2 separate regions of the Mus musculus genome follow, and region 1 is linked to region 2. Evidence: chromatin contacts called from public Hi-C data. All regions are on one chromosome and are shown on one strand. Each heading gives the region's core, a stretch centred on a gene start, on an enhancer-like site or on the middle of the called end of the contact. The rest is flanking DNA. Distances are from core to core; before and after follow the strand shown. Region 1 overlaps Camta1 (calmodulin binding transcription activator 1). Region 2 overlaps Camta1 (calmodulin binding transcription activator 1).

Evidence for each region. A called contact is a pair of places that touch in the nucleus more often than the background predicts.
Region 1: a Hi-C map of muscle stem cells shows a contact between it and region 2, with 2.2 times the contacts expected there. The contact joins two enhancer-like sites. A contact is called at or near these places in 3 of 484 Hi-C or Micro-C datasets (cortical neurons, muscle stem cells and myocytes).

What each region holds. Positions count from the first base shown.
Region 1 is chr4:151,407,832-151,413,694 of GRCm38.p6, reverse strand. The region is part of intron 5 of Camta1 (calmodulin binding transcription activator 1); the gene reads left to right. Among named protein-coding and RNA genes, the nearest start is that of Gm30344, 45 kb to the left of the region's middle. Within about 2 kb of position 1,849, at least 76 of the 459 cell types and tissues checked have an H3K27ac peak or open chromatin away from gene starts, as enhancers often do. A contact at or near this core is called in muscle stem cells and myocytes, where this site is marked.
Region 2 is chr4:151,273,830-151,279,355 of GRCm38.p6, reverse strand. All of the region lies in intron 6 of Camta1 (calmodulin binding transcription activator 1), which reads left to right. Among named protein-coding and RNA genes, the nearest start is that of Gm45960, 53 kb to the right of the region's middle. Within about 2 kb of position 3,780, at least 53 of the 459 cell types and tissues checked have an H3K27ac peak or open chromatin away from gene starts, as enhancers often do. A contact at or near this core is called in muscle stem cells and myocytes, where this site is marked.

The DNA.
Region 1 (5,863 bases), core at 600-3,099, 140 kb before region 2:
ACATGATGATGCATGGCCAAGAGAGCTACTTTGGAAGGCAGATGTAGGGAGTCTGTTTTCCAGTAGGACATTGAGTCTGTTACTCAAACCAAAGGTCCTCTGAGGGACAGATTTGGGTTGAGTCTTTATTTTGCCATTTGAAGATTTCTGGCACCTTATTATGGTTAGTGGTCCTCGATCCCAAGGCGTGTCCTGTCTGGACTCTTGAGTGATCGTTCCATGTACATAGCAAAGGTTTTCTAATCCAGATAGGAAGGAATTCAAAGGTCCTCATTTCTACCCATGCTCAGCTTGGGTCTCTGCATGTGGGCAGCTTTGCCTTCTACCAGGTGCCTTCCAGGGACCTCCAGGCCATCCGTCTCTGCAGATCCTACTCTGTGGATCCCCCTACATACATCCCTCTCTGTAGAGCCCAAATGGGCAATGACCACCCCCAATTCTGATTTTTTTTTCTTTTCTGTGATTAGGCAGGCTACTGGCTTCAACTCTCCATGGAATGGTTCAGAAAACTGGGCAAACCTGGGGCGTACCCTGCGCTTTCTCTCTCACAGGCCCAGGGCCTGAAAAGTGTGTTCTCTGATAATAACATCTGCAGGGGGCTTTGCCAAGATCTGTGCTTGTCTGCAGAGGCAAGGCAGGTACTACAACAGTCCTTGCTGCAGATGGAGCCTCTGTCTCTGTCTCTCCATCCTTCCCCCCTCTGTCCCTCACTGTCTCTGTCTGTCTCTGTCCCTCTCTGTCTCTCTGTCTCTCTCTCTCTCTCTCTGAGTGTGTGTGTGTGTGTGTGTGTGTGTGTGTGTGCGCGCGCGTGCATTCGCGCACGTAAAAGCAAGACAGGTACTACACCAGTTCTCACTGCAGCTGGAGCCTGAGACTCTTTGATTTAATCTTTACAGCTCTTCCCATTTCCTGCAGCAGTGCCTTACAGGACAGCTCCATGTGCTTGCCTGTGTGTGCGTGCGTGCATGTATGAGTGTGAGTGGGCATGTGCATGTGTGTGTGTTGCGTGTGTGTCTTGGGATGTGGTTCGGGGTTTCGGGTTGAAATGAAGCCAGTGGAAATGATTTGTGACTGAAATGAACAAAGCCTGTTAGATTCTTCAGTTACAGTCATGGGAATTCTCAGGGAAAGAACACCAGGAATTCCCTGGGAAGTCCTGGGAGGGGGACGGCGAGCTATGGGGCTGAGGGCAAGGGTGGGCTCCTCCTGAGATACACAGGATAAGAGTCAAGACAGAATGGTGCCTGGTGCAGCAGCTAGGCTGTACCCCAGCCTCAGGCTCCCCCAGAGATGCCTGGTATGGCCTCTCACAGGTGACAGAACTCCCCACCTTCCTTCATTCTGAAGCTTCTATTGGTCCCACTGAAGCCCCTGAGGTCTCGAGAAATACGTTTCCTACTCTTAGACATAATAATTATGTCTTCTGGCTGAAAGTTGGGATTGCGAGGTGACCCACAGGGGGCCGGTTGGGGCAGCCTCCCTCCTGGAAATCTGTCCACACTGGTTCCTTTCTCCAGCTTCAAGAACACGACTTCCATACGCAGTACCTTGGGAAGGCACTGCTCCTTCATGGCACAGCAGTTGCATGAAGCAGTAGCTTCCTGGCTTTATGTAAAAGGTACTCTGTATGCTGGAAAACGTGATTGAAAGCCGCAGACCGCGCCATCTGAAATCATCTTTGCCTCTGCGCCGCAGACCGAGCCACCCGCAATCTCTTGCCTTTCCTTTTCATGTATGACTCAGTTGGAGCTATGCCGGGGGGGGGGAGGGTCCAGCCTGCCCCACTAATCCCTGCTTTCGCTGGAATTCTCCCACTTGTTTATGGTCTGGGCAATTTGCCTCCCGCTACCGTGTGACTCAGAACTATTTCCAATACCCGGAGCCTGCAGCTCCCCAGAGTCAACAGCTGGTGTGGGTGGGTCTCATTTGCCTGGAATCTTCCACCAAAGCCCTCCACCTCCGTCTCCTCCCTGGCTGCCTTAAGCAGCAGTGCCCTGCTCCAAAATGGAACAGGAGCCTGGTTCTCAGACCAGGCAGAGGGAGGCCCTAGGATGTCCCCATCCTGCTGGCTTCGAACACTTCTTTATTATTTTCTCATTTTGCTTTTATGCCTCCTTTGGATCAGGGCAGACCCTGGTTTTATTGTGGGGGCTCTACAGGGGGTAAATAACAGAAAATAATGGACATGAATTTAATCCTGGGGTCTTAGGAGGAACCCCGTGGTGCCATGTGGTGAAGGGTTCCCAGACGCCTCCGCGCCGCTCACTTTACAGAGAACTTAAGATCATTGGGACTTGGACTGACTGTTGTTCTTGTATCTCCAGTCATCATAATGTGGAATGAAGAAAAAAAAAAAAAGTCTGTTATGCATTTACTTTAGAATGAGGCAGCCACTGTGTGATTTCCATTTGAGTTTGCATTCTCTTTTAAAGACTCTCTTCACAATAAAGCTAGAGACTGCACGCCCCGTGACTCCCAGGCTCCCTTCTGGAAGCAGCTTCACCAGAGACTCACATGACTAAAGCTGGCTTCCATCCTCCAGGCCTGGAGGGAGCCACATGGTCTCTCCTTCCTTTCTTCTTCCTTTGCTCCTAGTCCACCCTGCTCTGGCTGCTCAACCCCACAGAACCCTTCGACATTGAATGCATCAGCAAATCAGTACCTCTAACTACAATAATAGTTTATAGCATCGGACCCGAAGCAGCGAAAGATTGTGAACGATTAGCCGACAGTAAGAGGAGACAAGTGGACTGGGGTTCTGTCATCGGTGGGTGACATGTTCATGCTCTCTTGGTCCAAAGTGATTCCCAAGCAACTTTATTTGACTAGACCGCGTTGCACTCAAAGTAAATATTAATTCCATTATGCCATAAACTTTTATTTATCATGACAGCAAGTCATAAAGTCCTCTTGCTAGAATATCGCTTTTAAATTGCGTATCATAGATGAGATACAGCACACATTGGATTCAAGCGGCAATTACCCACTATTCTTTATGCGAGCCCATGTTAAATGCACCTTCCGATAGGAGCCACAGCCCGAGCGTTTGCAGGGAGCCTTCCACGCCATTATTTGGGAACACAGATATATGAGTTGGTGTCACAGAGGAGCCCCCACAGCAGGGGCCGGCCCCCATGACCAAAGTACAGCAAGACACCTGGCATGAGAAGTGTTCTTTGCAGAGGGGCTGGCTTTTTAAATTACATAAACTGCTCATTAAAAGTGTCTGGCAATTGCCTTGCTCTGTGTTGTTAGGAGAAGCATGGGTTTTAATTATTCTTTTTTTTTTTTAATTCGTAGTGCAATTGGACTCGCTGAGAGTGATAGTTTGAAAATATGCACCCACTTTAATTGTACTGAGTGAAAACAGATGAATATTTATCAAACTGTTGGGAACTCTAAGGGGTCTTGTGGGTGACCATGGGGGCACCCCAGATGAGGTCTGGGGGAGTCTCTCCTGGCAAAGGGAAGATTCTGGTACTGCTTGACCAACAGATGATATATGGAATCTGGTGCGTGTCCGAGAATCGATGTAGCATCTTCAAGAAGGTCCCTCTCCGTCACCCATAATACAGACAGCCTAAGGAATGCCAGTTTCCTCATGACTTCTTTGGAGAGAGAGGTTAGTATATTAGTCAGGGTTTCTATTCCTGCACAAACATCATGACCAAGAAGCAGTTGGGGAGGAAAGGGTTTATTCAGCTTACACTTCCATACCAAGGAAGTCAGGACTGGAACTCGAGCAGGTCAGAAAGCAGGAGCTGATGCAGAAGCCATGGAGGGATGTTCTTTACTGGCTTGCTTCTCCTGGCTTGCTCAGCCTGCTCTCTTATAGAACCCAAAACTACTAGCCCAGAGATGGTCCCACCCACAAGGGGCCTTTCCCCCTTGATCACTAATTGAGAAAATGCCTTACAGTTGGATCTCATGGAGGCATTTCCTTGACTGAAGCTCCTTTCTCTGTGATAACTCCAGCTGTGTCAAGTTGACACAAAACTAGCCAGTACAGGTAGGTAGGTAGGCATGATGGACTCTCTGGGGGCAGGGGCGGGGTGGGTGGAAGACACTCGGATATATGCTCAATGGATGCCTTCCTCTCTGGTCCGTTTTTATAAGGACAGCTTGGCCTCGGAGCTCTCTGGGCTGCCAGGCTAGCTCCTCTTCTGCAGTGGAGGCCTCTACCTGCCAAGCCTCACTCAGGGCCAAGCTGTGCTGAGCTCCAGGTTGGAATGTGGGCTTTCCCAGGCCCCTGGGCCAGGCTCCTGTCGTCTGGCACACAGGGTTGAAGACTTGAGAGACCAGAGCCATGGCTTTAGGGTCTGTATAGACTCCTCTGCAACTACCACTCTGAGGATGCCGCCCCTTGAAAGGCAGTTATTTTAGGACTCACATTGGGAAAGACATGGGTTTTCTGCTCCCATGATAAAATGGTGTACTTGTCAATATGGCAACAGCATTGATCATGTTTTCAACAGGGTCCCTTGCCTTAGTTAGCCTCTGTTAGAAAGTCTTGCACTTTGAAGCAGGGTGGTGCCTTAGCATCTGGTTCATGCTGCTAAGCCCCTCCCACAGGGGGCCGTCCCTTCTCCCCCTGTGGTTCAGGCTGCTAAGCCCCTCCCACGGGGGCATCCCTTCTCCCACTTGGAGCAGCTCACTCTGGTTGACAGCAGTGGGAACAAGCTTTGTGCTTCCAGCTCTGCGGTTGTGGTAAAGCCAAGTCCGTTTCTCCTCTTTCTGTCACCTGTTTTATGCATGTGGCACTCTGTTCCAGGCCAGACGTCGGGTGACATGAAAGATCCTCTAAGCACACGCTGCCACGCCAGCTGTCATTAACCAACCACTAGTTGTGCCTTTATAAATTTTTACACATCACTAAATTATAAATATGCGATGCTGATGGTAATGAAATATGCACCTATAATATCTGCAGTTATGAGATTTATATTTTCTCAGGCATATGCTACAGATTGGAAGGAGGTGGGGGGCATCATCTGTTTCCAAGTTAGAGCCCCTGTTGTGCTTCTATGCCAGGGCTCCTCATAAGGTGCCTTCCCCTCAAGGAGGGTCTTTGGGGAGCCTCTCCCAGGTGTTGGGGCTTGGTTCCTCTCCTGTGAATCATTCCTGTGGACTTATTAAGCCTGCCCTGCTAGATCCCCCCATCTCAGCCTCGCACTGGATCGTAACTGCACAACTGAAAGAGGTTTTCCATCTGTAGGGCCAGTCCTGGAGTAGGACACATGCCAGAGGGTGACGGTGTCCTAGGATGAGGGCCAGAGGGGAAGGGTGTTCAAGTGCTATGGGTACAAGGATGGCCTTGGACACACCTGTGACCTCTGTGTCACTGGGAGTATCATGTTAGGAGTCACCATTTGCAAAGCTCTTACACTGAGCACTGGATTTCTTCCTTCTTGTTAGCTCCTGGCTTTAAGGGGAACAGAGTACGCTCTCCCTGTTGCAGAGTGGAGCTCCAGCATGCTACAGTTTGAACTTAAGAGATGAAGAGCTGTCCCCAAGGGGAAATAGCTTCATTTTGTGTAAGACAACATATTGTCAAAATGTATGCAGAATAAAAGATTATGGAGTGAAAATACCCCCTGTCTAACTAACTAACACTCCCTCCCCCCCCCTCACACACACACACACACACACACACACTCCTGTTTATAGACATATACACACGCATTCATAAACACATACCCACACACACATTGTTATAAAATGGAATTATGCTATACATCTCTCAGGTTTCTGTTTGGCTATAATGGTTTCCTGCTATGTAGCTGTGCTGACTAGTTTTAGCTTGACATAAGCTTGAGTCATCAGAGAGGAGGGAGTCTCGACTGAGAAAATGCCTCCATGACAT
Region 2 (5,526 bases), core at 2,531-5,030:
TGCAGGCACGCCCTCAACCAAACCTCAAGGTCTGCCTGGTTCTTTGTGTCTGAAGTCAGTTTCCTCTGTGAGCCAACTGAGTGTAACTTACCAAGTGTATAGGTTGTCATAGCCCATGGCCATCAAGGACAGAAACAGCCTCTGCCCAGAAAGCCTGGTGTTTCATCCTAGGTCCGAGGTCAGCACCTGCCTGGCATTGCCCACAAGGGTTCTGGCACTTTAAAACAGGTAGAATTGTTACTCGGTAACTTGGGCTTCCCTTTCATAGGGTCTTTTTTAGTCTTGTTAATAAAATAATTTTAAAATGGACTCAGAAGGAAGCCCAAGGACCATTTTACTCGAGTTGGAAATAAACTCATCTGGACAGGCTGTAAATCTTGGCGACTGCCAAGGAGAGAAAGATGGGGGCAAAGGGGAAAGAGAGCCGTGTGTTTTAGTCCGGGTCTGAGAATGCAGGGAGCTGCCATGGTTTCCTGAGTATGCTCTGGTCATTAGAAGAAGCCTAAGTGAGGAAGGACTTCTAGTCTCTCTGCAAACTGGTCCCTGTCATATCTTAATCTTTCAATCCTGACTCTATCTACTGTCCCAAAATCCTGTATACTCCTGTGCTAGGCTTCTGTCACTTGCCATGACATTACCATCCTTATGACATTACCTACCCTAGAGGGGAAGGCCCATAATAGAAGGAAGGCTGGAGGGGGCTAGCAGTCTCCTGCTGTTCCCTGGAGCTCTTCCCAGTTCACTCTCAAAGCTGGATTTGCAAGACCCTGGGGTCAGGACAGACAACCTAATAAGGGAGTTGTGCACTGTGACCCCCCCTCCCTCTCCTACAGTCCTTCCCCCTCCTGAGAAGCAGGTTTACAATTCTGAGGTATAGTTTGAAGTGGCTTTGGAGTGAAGCTAAGGTCTCTGGAAGTCTCTAGGGTGCCCTGAAGTCTTACCCTTGGGAGACAGAAATCTCTATGAGGTTAGCTTGGAAGCTTGAGAGGAAATCCAGGGTAAGACATATTTGCTGATCATGAATTGCAAGCAGATTGCCTGGTTTAGAAACTGAGTTCTTACATGGTCATTTGCAAAGAAATAAGCTTTGACTGAGCCTCTTACTGCTGGGGTGTGGCTCTGGGGCTCAACTGTGATCTGTCCCCCCCACCCCACCCCCCGATCTGAGTGCTAAGATTAATGGTTCTGGGAGCACAATGTTCTGTGCCCTATGTGACTATAAATTGAGCATGTCCTCTATCCCAAACTCTGATCCCAGGCTGGCCATCAGGGAGGGCACCTTCAATAGCTCCAGAGGGCTTCAGAATTCCAAGTCAGGAGACTGAGCCAACCCAATGAAGTCCCCATGGATACAGCAGCCTGGCTAAAGGGTAGGAGGCTGGGAGAGACTTCAGTTTAGCTCTGGGAACTGTCCCTACATCAGCTGCTAATAGTGTTCAGCCCCAATTCCCTGAAGGTTGGTGAGAGCCTGCATCTTGCTATATGTGGCATAGGGCTAGAAGACAAAGACCATATGTCCTTATTGGTCTCCTGGCAAGTTTAGGGCATCTCAGCTGTACAAGAGACAAAAGACAAGGCCTGAAGACAGCAGCACCACCTAGAAGCAACCCCTGGAATGGGCTTCACCCTGTCCTGCACACTCAAAATATCACCTGACCCTACCGCAATGGGAGCAGAGGACCTAGCTGTCACTCCATCCCTGACCCTTGGGTATACAGGCCAGAAAGAATCCTATCTTGCTCCACTAAAAGCTAACTCTGCCCCGCCCGGGTAGGTAGTAATTGCACCCAAGTGCTGAGCTGACAAGCTTCAGACCCCAGCATTCACTCCTAGGCAAACAAAGGAGATAGAACAGCTGCCTACAGACTGCAGATTGTGCTCCGAGCTGGTACCAGCTCACCCAGGTGATGGTACAAGGTCGATAGGGTCCCCAAGCCCCACAGCTCCCAGAGTTTTATGGGAACATGAGCAACTCCTTAAAAGGGTTCAGGGAAAACGGGTAACCAGAATGCACCCTAGGAGCTGAGATCTCTGGCTCCTCTCAAAGACAGGAAGCTGCCACTCTGAGATAGACCCTGATCCTACTTCTGAAAGCACACAAGGCTGTGTCACTTCAGGCTGATTAACTCCAGACCTGGGCTCTGTTTCTCTATAGGATGGTGCATTTCAGTCAGAAGGGTTCAAAGAGACAGCGCAGCTGAGACACAGGCAAGCTGCAGGTGGTAACCTTAGTTGCTGTCATCTTGAGAGCTCTGGGCCATCACCCTCAGCTTGGCCCCAGGGAGCCTGCATCCCAAATCCTTTCCTCTGTGATGGTCTCCAACAGTTCTCATTCTGCTCCTACCAGATTGTTTCCCACATTCACAGCTGATGCCCTTACCAGGCTAGGGTTCCTTTTCTCCATGTGTCCTTCCAGATAACTGTAGGAGTGTCCTCAGAGCTGCCCAGCTAGCCTAGGAGCAGGTCAGGCCCCTATCTAGCACCTTCTAAGAAACCAAGTTTGTGAAAATCGGCCATCATTGTTCAGCTACCATCCATGTGGCCTGGCCACCCACCTGGTCTGCCCACCCACCTGGCCTGCCCACTCATCTGACCTGCCCACCCACCTGGCCTGCCCACTCACCTGACCTGCCCACTCACCTGGCTTACCCACCCACCTGACCTGCCCACCCACCTGGCCTGCCCACCCACCTGGCATGACAACCAACTGGTCTGCCCCACCCGGCCTGCCCACCCACCTGGCCTGCCCACTCATCTGACCTGTCCACCCACCTGGCCTGCCCACTCACCTGACCTGCCCACTCATCTGGCTTCCCCACCCACCTGACCTCCCCACCCACCTGGCCTGCCCACTCATCTGACCTGTCCACCCACCTGGCCTGCCCACTCACCTGACCTGCCCACTCACCTGGCTTCCCCACCTACCTGACCTGCCCACCCACCTGGCCTGCCCATTCATCTGACCTGCCCACCCACCTGGCCTGTCCACCCACCTGGCATGACAACCAACTGGCCTGCCCCACCTGGCCTGCCCACTTACCTTTCTTGCCCACTCACCTGGCCTTGCCCTTCCTGTGTCTTGGTATCTCACACTAAACCTGATAACGTCAGCATATCTTGTCACAGCATCCTCATGGCAGCTGCCTCTCAGACATGTCATAGCAGCCACTGCCACTGGTCCAGGAGGATAAGGAGATACCCATACCCAAGCCTCCTGACAAGACAGGAGTCCCATGTGCTGCCACTACTCTGGCTCTGTGACACCCTACCATGGCCTGCTTCCTAGAAGCAGCTATCTTAATGTGGGAGTGGGTTCCAAGCAGGCACCCCTTCCACCAAAGCCATCACCCTGAAAATGAAGTCATGCAACAGCCTAGGGTCAAGGCTGCAGCAGAGAGAGAGAGTCCAGTCCCCTTGGGCAGATATGGCCTTTTACAGGACTGACCACTGCTGGGATCCTCTGAGGCTCTGGACCTCACGTGGAGTGGCCACGCCGAGTCACGTCCTTCAGTCCACACTACACAAACACACCTCAGGCCATGCAGGTGGCCCCTTTTTATCTGGGAAGATTTCAGCACCATTGGCAGTACCGGGGTAGGGGGTAGAAACCAGCTGCCCAGAGCCTCGTTTTACAGAGGAAAGCGATCACCCAGAGAGGTCCCCACTTATCTGGGAATGCCCATGACTTGGCAGAAGAGCTGGGCTGAAGCCCTGCATCCGCAACGCTAAGCCAGGCGTCTTTCTGGACTGCCCCTCTCCACACAGACTGTGTGTGAGTCACAGAATTTCTAACATTCTGGGCTAGCTTCCCAGGACGCCCCAGCATGCGGCTCAGCTGCCAGCCGCTGGTGTCTGATCAGAGAATACAACCTCACAACATTAGCCCGAGTCGGGCTTAATCAGATAAAGGATCCGCTGCCAGCAACACACGGAGCTTCCCCGGCTCCAGAAAGGATGCTCGAGTTCAGCTGCTGTTTGGGATGAAGGCTCTTTTTGGGAGCTAGGCGCCTGCCCTTCTGCTGGGGAGGTATATGGAAAGATGGCCAGATTTTGTCCTGCCCAGCAGGGTGGTGCTGGCAAGTAGCCAGCTAGCAGACCTCTAGAAGAAAGTGAAAACGGATGCCTGGTCTGGGGGTTCCCAGTTTCCATGCTGCTGACTGGGAGCTCCCAGTGGACCCTAGCAGGCAGCTCCTGAAAGCCAGGGGTGCCATGGCAGGCTGGCAATAGCACACCACAGTGTCGGCCCAGACTGGAGGTTATGTCTGGTGTCTGAAGGCTTGTTTGAGCCTCTCCACATCTGGTTGTGACTAGTGACACTTGTACCTTGGTAGATGAAAGGCAGAATCTGTCTTGAATCTCCATGGGAATGGCAGCCCAGCACCACGCAGGGATCTGGGGGTGGAGATCTGAGGTTCAGTGTCATCCCTAGACCTAAGGCCTTGGCTTACAATGCCAGGGTGATGCCAGGCCCCCGCCCGTCAGCTCCAGCCTTCAGTCTCCTCCTCGCTATGCCTTGGATGACTACAGTTGACCTTTAGCAGGGGTCGTGGCAATGCCACTGTGGGGGTTTCCCTCACTGAGCCAGGTCTTCCCCCCCTTTGGTTGGTCCCATTCCCTCTTTACCCCTCCAGCTCCTGCAGGGAAGGAGCTGTGGCCAAGCCCAACCTCCCGGGATGCCCTTGGGAGAGCTCCCAGAGACAGGAGCAGGAGGAAGGGCTTCCTGCTGGCCTTCCCAGCGTGCCCAAGCACAGACGAGAAACCCAACTCTACCCTTATTTCTTTGGAAAAGTAGCTTAACTTTGAAAAAGTACCCTAGTTTCTTGGTGTGGTCAGTGGAGATACAAAGTTAGTTATTGTTAGAGGAGAGGCCTTAACACACAGAGCACTTAGCATGGCCATGACATAGCGCAGTGCTAGTAAACTAGATGCTTTGGACAGCAATGTTGTGTGTGCATGCACATACACAACATGATACATGTATTATAATATGGACATGTGTACATACATATAATATATATATACACATACACAGTATAAACATGTATATATACAACATACCTGACATGCATGCATACATTGTACATATATAGTAAATTATTACATGTGTATACTTATCACATATACACACAAGCACATGTGTGTACGCATGCATGCACAACATATATGTGTATGCATAAGTGTGCATGTACACACATGGTATATACATACAATCACACTCCCTGTACTCCCAGCACCATGTGAACTTTGACTCCAGAAGGACACACCTTGCAGAGTCGTGGCCATGTGGGCGCCTCTCTGCTAAGCAGGGATAGGAGTCCAGAACAGTCATCTCTTCAAGACTGGTCTAGACCTCTTGTCATCTCTGGGGAATTCTGGGTGCTCTTGAGTGCCACTCACAATCCATCTTTCTTGGAAATCTGCTGGAAAGGTGTGTGAGCACAGAAGGCTTGGAGCTCTTCCCTGAGCCTCCCTCCACCCTGGTGTAGACGGACTCCCCACTCAGGCCCTCTGCGGAGTACACATCCT